Linked DNA regions of Sus scrofa: region 1 is linked to region 2. The links are chromatin contacts, called in public HiChIP or PLAC-seq maps. All regions are on one chromosome and are shown on one strand. The core of a region is the stretch at or near the end of the contact, and the rest is flanking DNA. Distances in the headings are between cores, read along the strand shown. Region 1 overlaps AKIP1 (A-kinase-interacting protein 1). Region 2 has its middle 21 kb from the start of SCUBE2.

Region 1 (6,006 bases), core at 1,965-4,464, 170 kb before region 2:
AGGCTCTCCCCTCTCTGTTGTTTTCAGACTGGGGAGGGGAGGGAGGGAGCCTACTTGCTGAGTTCCAAAACAAGTTTGAATTTTAGGGGTTCTTAAAACCTCGAACTGCACTAAAGTCGTCTTTGTTTTTGGCTTGTTTTTTAGATCATTAGGCTTGCTCTAAATTGCAAGTGAGCCTCTCTGGGTTCCCTCCATTAGATCTTAACCTCTACTCCAAGTCCCTGGTGATGTAGTTTTTAAGTCTGTCCCTTTGGGTTCATATCACTTGCTGACCACAAAGGTGGTTATGGCACAGTTGCAGTGCCCTCATCGGAGGCAGTGTGGCTTCATGGTAGCAGCAGCCTCGGGGCCAAGAATCACTCCATGCTCTGCCTCTTACTGGCTATAATGCCGCAGGCCAGTCAGTCTCTCTCGGCCTGACCCTCCCCAGCGTAAAATGACCTTGTCTCAAGTCCTTCCCAGCCCTATAATCTGTTGCTTTGGTTCCCATGGGAGATGAACACCAGAAAACAGACTATAGCACAAGGAACTCACTCAAGATTCTTTGTTCCATTCATTGGAATGGGAGAAGAAAGGCTTCAAGACCCTCTTCTCAAAACCATGCACTGAGGTCATCTTTATGCACCTCGAAGTACTCAAACGTTGAAAGGCAGCCAGCTGACATTCAAGAAAACCCCTGCATAGGAGGTGCTCTCTGTCCTCGGAGAGTTAGAACAGACTGCAGCCTCTTGCAGCCTCAGCCTCTTTTGATTACGTGCTTGCGGGGGATGGGCTGCCCCGCAGAAGGGGGAGAGTTACTTGGTTTCCGTCTTCCGTCTCGATCTCATAATGAACATGAAGATTCAAAAGAGTCGCTAATATTTCTATGTCTTTTATAAAGTCCTCGTGACTGCAAGAAGAGGAGTCCAACCAGTGAGATACGGTTCGGAGAGTATTTGTATGTGCTTGTGCTGGTAAATGGTATACAGAACAATCCCTAACTTTGGCTCTACTGTAAAGTGATCAAGTTAAACATTTTGGTTCATGGTTCAGTAAAAGGAATAATATTTGTCTTTGATTTGAAGTTTCGCAATTGCGTGTTCTTCATCTTGGTTTTGAGGTCACGCTTCAGTTCAAGTCTCCATTAAGGAATGGAGCCTCGGAACCCCTTGGCTTTCAAGAGATGGAATTGAGAACAGTGCTCTGAGTTTGCTTTCGGAATTTGGAAGCAGCCCCTAAATTACATCATAGCTTCATGTCCTGACCTGCTTCCTCCAGCTTCTCATTCTCTTCGTCTCTTGCCTTAAACACTGTCCCTACCCTTGGTTCAGAACAAGCAGGCTTACAATGTCCTCACCGTGCGTCGTAATCAAGGGCAGGTCGAAGCTTAGCTGTGAGGGAGGAAGGTACAAGACGAAATCTGCCTTCTGCCCCTTTGGCTTCTTCTGCTTAAACCAGAGCCCTGTCCCTCCTCCGCCGCCGGGGAAAGAGGCGCATAGCTGCGGGGCTGTGCTGCGCTCCCTGTTGCGCATCTAAATTTCAAGGCAATGCACGGCTGTCTCTTCCCTGGTCTCTGAGACGCAGGCAGTAGACGGACCTGGTCGTCAGGACTTGGCGTGAGGAGATGGAGGGAGTGTGGTTGACACCGGGTGAAGCTGGGAACATGTCCTGCCCAGCTGGAGCTGCCAGAGCGCTTGCCCTCCAGAGGCAGCAGATGGCAGCAGAGCAATGCCACGTGCAGCCCCTCTCTGCGGCCGCTTCCCGCAGGCCGAGACGTGTCCGTGACTTCGGGGTGCTCTCCAGGCGGGCCGCCTGCCCTTGCTCTCTTGCCTCCCTCCCTAACGGCACTCTGCCCAGGTAACAGGGAAGGCTTTGAAACTTCGGCCAGACTGTTTGGTTACCCACATCTCTCACATTCCTTCCCCAGAAATACTGTTCATCGCTGCCCGAGGAAGGAGGGTCAGCTCACGCCTATCGTTACCACAGAGGCAAGTCGGAGCTGCGCCTGGGCCCGGACCCGGGGAGTGGCCAGGTGTGTGTCCTCAGCTGTGCCATGTCCTCTGCTCCCCAGGCGGGAGGCCCCACGTCCAGGAGCTCCTGCTGGACTGTATTACCGGATGGCAGCGCCACTCAGCATGACAGCGCTCAGAGGAGACGCCCCTCCAGGCTTGGAGAAGTTAGAGCAATGAAACAGGAGTCTGTCCAGAAGAGAAGATGATGCTGCCATAGGATCTTCAGTCCTAGGCAGACCTAAAGGAAAAGCTCCTTAAACACCCTCTTCTACATCAGGGATAGGAAAGAAATATTTTCTTTCTTTTTAGCCACTGCACCTGTGCCATATGGAGGTTCCCAGGCTAGGCGTTGAATCGGAGCTGCGGCTGCCGGCCTACGGTGGCCTCCACCACAGCCGCGGCCACGCCGGATCCAAGCCGCAGCTGTGACCTCCCCCGAGGCTTGCAGCAGAGCTGGATCCTTCACCCACCGAGCGAGGCCAGGGGTCAGATCCACATCCTCGTGGATACTAGTGGCGTTCTTAATCCACTGAGTCGCAGCAGGAGCTCCTGAGAGAGATTTCTCAGGAGAACACGTTTCACTGTAGGGTGGTGGTAAAAGTATCATGTCTTTGGTAGTTTGTAAAAACTGTAAGGAGGGGTCTCTTAACAAATCGCTTTTCCTAAAGGTACCAGTTACAGGCCTTTCTTCAGCAAATCACCTGTCTCTTACTCTGTGTCACCCTGGGGGAGCCATAGAGTCTACGTTGCACTGACTCAGCAGGAGCCCTTTGTTGTTGTTTTGAGGAGAGTGGGGGTTTTTGATCTTTTTCAACTCCCCTGGTTGTACTCAAAGACAGCAGCCTTAAGTCCAGAGTGTGATCCACTGGCTGGGTTCCTGACTTCTCTGCCCTGCGGACTCAGGCAACAGATGGGAGAGTGGCCACAGGGCCCTGAGCGAGGGCTGGCTGCACCCTGGCACCTCCGGTGCCTCTGGGCCCGGGGAAGGGGGCCGTGCCAGAGCCCAAAGCACAGGCTCCCTTTTCTGGCCTGGCCAAGGGCCCTTTTAAGTGCCCCCTAATTGAGTGGGAGAAAATTCCTCTTGACCGTCCGGAAGGCCGAGTTCGGGCCCTCATCGATGTCATACCTCTCTCTGCAGAGAAACCCCGCCTCCCTTGGTGTCAGAGGCAGCTGTCAGGCATCGGAGTGTGTTCTGGGGGTGTCCCGGCCGGTGAGTACACAACAGCCAGGGCCTGGGCTCCACCGCTCTGCAGTGCCAGGAACCAGACAATCTGGTCGCTGTCGGGCGCCCTGTACTGGGTCTGTGGTATTTCTAAGCCGAGGTGGTTTTGCCCTTGGGGAAACTGCACATTTTAGTTCAGTGGAAAATTATGTTTTCTTTCCATCCTTCCTTCACTTGAAATTTCAGGGATACGCTTTGTGCCTTGAACGCATAGTTGTGGCTGGAAAGAATGCCAGATATGCACAGCTCGGTTCCTCCGGCTCCGCTGGGCTGGCACTGGGTCCTGCCGGAATTCCGCCATCTGTTCAAGCAGCGCGAGGGCCCTGACCCGCCTGCTTACAGAGTGGAAACCATTGCTCAAATTCTGAAACTATACATTTGGGTAGATCAGGTTCCAAAACATTTGAAGGGATTTGTTCCTATTTTCCGCACGTGCTTTTCTGTAAAAACATAAGTGGCGCGTTTCTCATTTTTAGAATGAAGTTCTCATTAGGTCATGAACCCAGGGACCTTTTGGAACATGGAAGGGCTGGAATCCGGGGAATGGAACTCAGCGTGTTGCTGCAATAGTTTGCTTAGTTTTCATCTATATATAATGTGCTACTAGGCAGGATCCAGCATATTCGAGAGGTATCGCTGCTCGGCCTTTGGGCTGAGATCACGTGCAGGATGTACTGGAGTTAGTAGCAACTGAGAACATTCCGCTTCTAGTACAGGCATCGGTTGTCAGACTTGGATGCCTCAGCGCTCGCGGATCTGACGATGCCAACGGACCTGGCGTCCACGGCGTCGGAATCTCAGATGCCAGTCTCGCCCCTTTTGTGCAGTAAACGAAGCGTCCTTGGCCTGTCAGTTCTGATGCAGCTGTACTTCCTGCAACTTACTTTTGAAAAATATTCGATTCAAGTATAGTTGACGTACAGCATTATGTTCCTGAATCCTTCCTTCCTTCGCTCACATGGTTGATGACCAATAAGTCGTTGTGGGAGTTCCCGTCGTGGCGCAGCAGAAAGGAATCTGACTGGGAACCATGAGGTTGCGGGTTCCATCCCTGGCCTCGCTCAGTGGGTGCAGGATCCGGCGTTGCTGCGAGCTGCGGTGCAGGTCGCAGGCGCGGCTCGGATCCTGTGTGGCTGTGGCTGTGGCGCAGGCTGGCAGCTGTAGCTCCGATTGGACCCCTAGCCTGGGAACCTCCATATGCCACAGGGGCAGCCCTAAAAAGATAAACAAAAAACCAGGTCGCCAGATGGAGGTGCCCTGATGGCACTGGGACCCAAAATCTCTAAACCGCTCACACCTGCTCATCCTTCCAGGCCGAGCCTGTCTCTAAGGACCTCTACATAGAAGTGTACCCAGGGACCTATTCCGTCACCGTGGGCGCAGACGACCTGACCAGGAAGACCCACGTGGTAGCGGTCGATTCGGGACAAAGTGTGGACTTGGTCTTCCCTGTGTGACGCAGGCCGTTCCCCTTGCTGAAGGACCAAGAAGACGAAAGCCATTGGATGCTCTCTTAGTGTTTACCGGGAACCCCGCGCTGGGCCGGCCTTCCGGGAGCTGGAGCTCATCTCTCTCAGCGCCTGTCTTACCTCGAAAGTCCCTCACCCTCTCTTGCCCGAAAGCCGCAAAGTAATGATGCTTGTCTGAAGAGTTTTTACTGCTTGCTTTCCGAGTAAAGCCTAATTATGATAATAAAGGGAGAGATTTGAAGTGAAGAGAATCCCTTCTTATAGGCATTAAGAAGTGGAACAAAATGTCACTCATGTAAGAGAAGATAGCAGAGAGGCTAGGACACGTTTGCCCAAAGCCAGCCGCGTTCTGTGGCTCCTGCGGGAGAGGCACCCTGAGCAGGTGGCACCAGGCTCCTGGCAGGGAGCCCTGGAGGGGCCGCCTCACTGCTGCGCCCCTCAGGACAGGCGCCGTCCCGCCACCCACCTCGGGGACCTCTTCTTGGGGTGAGGTGCTGCTGTCTGCTGCGCTGACATCCCGGCTGGCAGGGCACTGTTTCCATGGAGATCCCGGCTGGCAGGGCACTGTTTCCATGGACATCCCGGCTGGCAGGGCACTGTTTCCATGGACATCCCGGCTGGCAGGGCACTGTTTCCATGGAGATCCCGGCTGGCAGGGCACTGTTTCCATGGAGATCCCGGCTGGCATGGCACTGTTTCCATGGAGATGGCCATCAGCCACCACTACTCTAGTTTCTTGTAAGAGAAAAAAGTTCTGAGAGTCTTATGCTGACAAAAATTTTAAGGACCAAAAGTCACTGACTAGGAGTTCCCACTGTGGCACAGTGGGTTAAGAATCCAACTGCAGCGGCTTGGGTCACTGTGGAGGTGCAGGTCTGATCCCCAGGCCGGCATAGCAGGTTAAAAGGATCTGGCGCTGCCACAGCTGCAGCGTAGGTCGCAGTTACGGCTCCGGTTTAATCCCTGGCCCAGGAACTTCCATGTGCCCTGGGCGCAGCCGGAAGAAAGTCACTGACCTTAACAAGTCACCGGTGTGTCCTGCACGTCTTTAGCTCCCGCCCTAGCAGCACTGTTGGATCTCTCGGCTTAGCTGTCTAGTGGTGCGTCTCCTTTTGCCCGTCTCCTGGGGAAAAAGGCTAGTATTTTATATGATAAACACGCAGTTTTAAGTAGAGCTGTCTTAGCAGTCCTGGCGAAGGACAGACTCTCAGACCTAGGAAAGCAGGTCCATGCCCACCCCCATAGGGTAGACGGCCACTTAAACCGGGTCTTGCACCCCCAAGAAGCCATGGCGAACCTCACGGGTTCTGCAAGCCTTCTGAGA
Region 2 (5,700 bases), core at 3,124-5,623:
CAGGCCCAGAGCCAGGGACTATCAGCAGAGACGATGCCCAGGATGAAGTCAAACCACAAAACGCCTAATCTGGGTCAGAACCCTTATTTCCTCCGAGATGGGTGTTCTGTTCACAACGAAAGGAAAACCACCCCAGGCCCTCACCGTGGAAGAGCACACCACGCACCTGAGATCACTCACACAGGACAACCCACTCCAAGGGGTATCTTAGCAAAATGACTCGACTTTAAAGCAAAGAAAAACTCCTCTGAGCATTTAGGCCAAAACAAACAAATAAATAAATAAAGGCATGTGACTTTAAAAAGAAATAAAGTGCTCACTAGACTTTTGACATAACGCCTCATGCCAGAGTGAGGCGTGTACTTCAGAAATCCAAAGGGAGAACATGTGAGCCAAGAACTTACGACCCAGCAAAACTGGCCCTCGGCTCTAACATGGAAGAACTCAGGGAGTAACATTCCTATGAGTCCTTCCTACGGAACTTATGAAGGAATAAGCATCAGACACCCGATGACTGAAGACCACGTGAGGTCACATGAGGAGCAGAAACATACAGTTGCTTCTAGAACTGACAACAGATGAGGTTGGAAGGTCGACCATTTAGTTTGCAATGGGTGCTGGCCATGGAGACGTGCCACTTACGGCTCCGTGGAGGCCAGCCGTGGGAGCACGGGGGAGGTGTCGCTGCGGCCAGGGGACCCACCAGAAGACACATGCCGAGGTGGGCCTGCCAGACACACCATCCCCCAAAGGCATGACTGCCTGGTGAGCAGGAGGTCCGCCCCACAAGGACAGTCAGGGACGGCTCTCCTGCAGGCCCGATGTTACAGAGGCGCCCACAGAGCCGGCTCCGAGACAGCCTGGAAATGATGGGCCCCCGGGAATGGAGGCCGCGGGGTGCAGCATCACCCCCAGGTGCCAGGAGGCCTTAAGCACCTTAAGCTTGCAAGGTCGGAAGGGCGGCCAAAGGAGCCTGGGCAGCACGGAGCTGCGAAAACGGTTCACAGAACATGAGGCCCCTGGGCGCCAAACAGCCCTCGGGGGGCTGCTTAACAGCCGCAACTAGAGTGAGGCCAAGACGGAGGAGCAGAGGGTGGTCATCTCAGCAGAAAGGCACGCTGCCTGGCTCAGGCCCCAGCTCTGAGCCAGCCCGGAGACCCAGAACCCACCGACCAAGAGAAGGCTGGTCCCGGGACCCAGTGACACACGTAGGGCATGAGGGTTCCTCCAGGAATCCAGAAGGAGCCCAGGCCACTTACCCAGGTGACTGTACACTGCAGAAAGGCAACGCCCAGGCATTGCAAGGACTGCTCGGCACAGGGCCTGAGCCGACACTCCCACAAAGACCCAAAGGGCCAGCGTGCCTCACCGCGACCCTCGTTAGAGTGGGGGCTTCCAGGGTCAGGCGGAGAGTCCCGGCGAAAGCCCAGGTGCAGTCCCCTGGGTCAACACCACCACCCAAGTACAGCACTCGACTCCCCTACCCCCCGAGTGGATGACTGGAGTTGACAGGCTGACAATCAGAGTGCGCCCACACTGAGCCCTCGGCCTGCCACCAGCACAGCCATAATGGAGAAAATCAGCAGAGGCCTCTGAAACTGCGCCCACCCTCTCCTGCCAATGCATTAAGTTAGAAAGAAAACAGTGGCTCGACTTATGGGGAGGAAGCTGGCAGACTGATGCCACCGCGAACGGCCTAGAGGATGCAGGGATGGTGGCCCCGTTATATGTCCATTTAATTCACCAGTCTGGGTCCTGGACAACCAGACGGACCCTGGAGAGTGACTGCAGAGGCCACCACAGTTCATCCAAGTAGGAGCCCTCGTGGGAGCTGCTGGGCTGGGTGCGCCGTCCCTGCTAGAGCAGCCTCGCCAGGCCTCGGATACAGAGTGTCCGCAGCCACTGGCGTGAACGTGGTTTTTCCATTTCAGCGGAAGGGAGGATCAGCAACAGTTCACGCGCACATGGAACGGACGATAACAGCTAGCTACACTTTCTCCCCAGGGTCACTTATCTCTCGCTTTCAGTCACAACAGAGAGAACTGGGCTGGGACGTCTCCTGCGGCACAGCGGGTTAGGAGCCCAGCATCATCACTGCCGCAGCTTAGCTCGCTGCTGTGGCACAGGTTCAGTCCCTGGCCTGGAACCTTCTACATGCCTCACAGCCCCCCAAACAAACAAACCAACCCAAAGAGATGTGAACCCTCTGAACATCCCACAGAATATCCCCCAGACCAGTCACAGTGACTGTGTCAGAAAAACAAGAAGTGGCTAGTTTATCAGAGACCTTAAGACACATGTGCCCCCAGGAGGTGGGCAACGCACCCTAGGAAGGCTCAGGGACCTACCTGCCACCTCAGTGAAGGTTTTAGGCGTCCAGTGGTCATGGCTGTGCCAGAATGTCCCCTTCAAACGAAGACAGACCAATGCCTCTTTCATCCTCTCCCACAACGAAGGAAGCGCAGCACCTGGACGCCTCTCTGGACTCTGGAAGCCACACATTCCGCACCAAGGAATCCTTCTCACAAAGCGCCAGCTCCTCTTTGGCGCCTGCAGCAGAAGAGGGCTCAATAAGAGGGGCAAGCTGCTAAACCAAGAGCCTGTCACTTGGGTCCTTGGGTCCAGCAGACTCTACAGTATGGATGTGACAGGGATGCGTCACGGCTGTCATCGGCAGCAGAGAATTAAGACACCTTTGCAGAAACGGCTCCCAGCGCGTGACTGGGCCCTGGTTTAAATGAAATGCCAGATGGTGAGAGCATCAGGTTAAATTCTTCGAGAACTCCTGCCATGAACTGAGTTTGAGCCATAAAGTCGATGCGGTCTGTAGTCCTTCTCTGTTTTGTTTGTTTGTTTGTTCTTTTTAGGGTCATGGCAGGTGGAGGTTCCCAGGCTGGGGGTCTAACTGGAGCGGTAGCCACCGGCCTACACCACAGCCACAGCCACGCCAGATCCGAGCTGCGTCTGCGACCTGCACCACAGCCCACGGCTGCACCGGATCCTTAACCCACTGAGCGAGGCCAGGGACCGAACCCGCATCGTCATGGATACTTGTCAGGCTCGTTACCACTGGGCCACACCAGGAACTCAGCGGTAGTCACTGGAAGCTGGAAACGGTGGCTGCATGACGATCACATTCGGGGGGTGCCCTGAAAGGCAGCGGGGAGCGAGGGAGGAACCCGCAGGGGAGCTGCCCCGGTCACGGAGCAGCGCTGTGTGCAGAGGCGAGCAGCGCCCTCCTCGCCGGGGTCAGGAGACAGGAAGGAAAGGATCTGGTTTCGGGAGACGCACGTGGGTGGACACGGGGGGGCCGGCAGGGTGAAGATTTCAGTGTCACACATCAGCACCCAGCACTGAAGAGAAGTGAACTAAGCAAATCAAACCTGAGCCACCCTGGAACTGGCCCGATAAGCATACGAATGGAGCGGGTCCCAAGACAGAAAGGGAGACTTCGCAGAGCCCAGCAGCACAGACTCCCACATACCTCATCCAGCCCTGCTGCCTTGGAGGGTCCCATCCGCCAGCAAGAAACCAACGCTGAGCCCCTGACACAAGGTTGTTCCTTGAGGAGCCCAAACAGCCGGGTGGGGGCAAATCGGCTAGTTCTATATACCGGGCGCCTTCCACCCCGGAAGGGCCAGCAGTCTGTCCTCACGGAGACACAAAGCTATCTGGAAACCAGTTTGCTTTTTCTGCCCACAGAACCTCGGCCAGCACCCATGTCCAGAAGCTTAGAGAACACCTGACCCTGAAGCGTGGAATCCCACCCAGCACGGCACACGGCCCGCACGCCCACTGCACAGAAAAGGAAGTTGGTGAGCGGGCCCAGGACGTTAGGGTTTTTACACATACACACAACCTCAAAGAGCACGGGGGTGGCGACTGAGGGGAGCGCCAGCTTAGTCATCTGCAGCAACTGTCTGTAAGGATGGGGTGCCATCCCTCAGGATCCAGTCTGCGCGATAAGTCAGAGATGTTCGTGTGGTGCTGTGTCCCTGAGGAGGAAGACGTGGCTCCAGGAACCGAGGAGCAGGAGTGGCCACACACACGGTCACGTGCTGCTTCCTGTTCCTGCAGCGCTGGGTCCTGCAGGGTCGGAAGCCCTGGTCTCCATAAGAGGCAGACTCTTGCCAGGGAACAAAGAACCCCATTCTGTGGGTCCTGGTGCATGGGACCACAGCCTCCGTCTGCCACCAGGGCACTTGGCACTCCCTGCGTCTGAGGATCAGCAGACAAGAAAGGAGTCACCATCTTGGCAGAGGAAAGTGAGCCTGAACAGCTGGAGGTGGTACCGCTGACTTTGCACGTGGGGGATGAGGCGAACACATGTGAGGAGAAATAGCTTCTTGGAGAACAGCTGATTCTAAGTTTAGGACAGAAGAGGAACCTGGGACATCTTGAAATGCCAAAAAGCAACCACTGGGGTTATGTCCAACAACTCAGGAGCCAACATGACGAGGCTCCCACCAACCAAGACGGGATAATAAAAATGACTGCAATGAAATGAAACCCATCAGATACGTTTCAATTAATGAGTTCATGATAATATTTTTAATAGCCATGTTCTGAGGAGAGCAGTGAACCAATCCAACTGATTATCTTAAAAGTTGAGTAAATAAAAGGAAGAATTAAGCACTTATTCTGCCTTTCCTACACAAACTCTCCTGAAAAATCAAATGCAAGAGGAGGCAGCATCTTCTCATAAATTATTCCATCTAACACATGAAAACAAAATATATATTAGAATATCCCCACTGAGACGGGATTAAGATAGAGTAGAAGGACTGGAGCTCACCTTCTCTCATAAAAGCAACAAAATTACAACTAACTGCCAAACAACCTTCAACCCAATAGACTGCAAACCATCAAAAAAGATATCCCACTCCAGGAGACAAAGAGGAGGCCACACTGAGATGGCGGGCGGGGGGGTGATTACGCGATGTAAGCAACCCCACCGCCGCCAGATGGGCGGCCCACAGACTGGAAAGTAACTGTATGGCAGAGTCTCACCCATGAGAGGAAGAGTTCTGAGCCCCACGTCAGCTTCCCACACCTGGGGGTCTGGCATTGGGCAGAGGAGCTCCCTGGAGCACCTGGGGTTGAGGGCCAGTGGGGGAGACGGAGACTCTACTCTTGAAAGGTACATACCCAGGTTTTCAGGTGCACTGGGTCCCAGGGCAAAGCTGAGGCTCCATAGGAATCTGGGTCGGACCTGACTGTGGTTTTTGTGGAATCTCTTGGGAAAACGAGTTGACTGTGGCTCATTGTGGAGGAAGGACACTAGAGGCAAAGGTCTCAGGAATATTCATCACAGTGTGTTCCTCTGGAGGTGGCCACTTTGGGAAAATCTTGCCCCACCCATTAGGGCTGAGAAGCCCAGGCCAAACAATAATCTGGGTGGGAACACAGCCCCACCCATCAGTAAACAACCTGCCTAAAGATCTCCCCACCCCAGGCACACAGCCACCTTTAATCTCACCCAGAGACAAAGCCCCAGTGGGCAGGCACCAGTCCCTCCCACCAGGAAACCTACAGCAAGCGCCTGTATCAACTTCAGCCACAAGGGGGCAGACATCAGAAGCAAGAGAGGCTACAACTCTATTGTCTGCAAAAAGGAGACCACACCAAAAATCTGTACAAAGTGAAAAGGCAGAGAACTATGACTCCAATAAAGGACCAAGAAAAAAAAAAACAATAAAA

What was found. HiChIP or PLAC-seq counts read pairs in DNA pulled down with a chosen protein or histone mark.
Region 1: a contact with region 2 is called in an H3K27ac HiChIP or PLAC-seq map of skeletal muscle. The contact joins two enhancer-like sites. A contact is called at or near these places in 1 of 47 Hi-C or Micro-C datasets (skeletal muscle) and 1 of 2 datasets of contacts at active chromatin or transcription factors (skeletal muscle).

Annotation. Positions count from the first base shown.
Region 1 is chr9:530,464-536,469 of Sscrofa11.1, reverse strand. It overlaps AKIP1 (A-kinase-interacting protein 1), which reads left to right. Exons shown (of 6, transcript XM_013979076.2): 4 at 1,907-2,011; 5 at 3,130-3,201. It overlaps LOC110255347 (a long non-coding RNA gene), which reads right to left. Exons shown (of 2, transcript XR_002335508.1): 2 at 4,820-6,006. Among named protein-coding and RNA genes, the nearest start is that of AKIP1, 4.3 kb to the left of the region's middle. Within about 2 kb of position 3,214, at least 19 of the 83 cell types and tissues checked have an H3K27ac peak or open chromatin away from gene starts, as enhancers often do. A contact at or near this core is called in skeletal muscle, where this site is marked.
Region 2 is chr9:366,359-372,058 of Sscrofa11.1, reverse strand. No RefSeq gene overlaps it. Among named protein-coding and RNA genes, the nearest start is that of SCUBE2, 21 kb to the left of the region's middle. Within about 2 kb of position 4,373, at least 7 of the 83 cell types and tissues checked have an H3K27ac peak or open chromatin away from gene starts, as enhancers often do. A contact at or near this core is called in skeletal muscle, where this site is marked.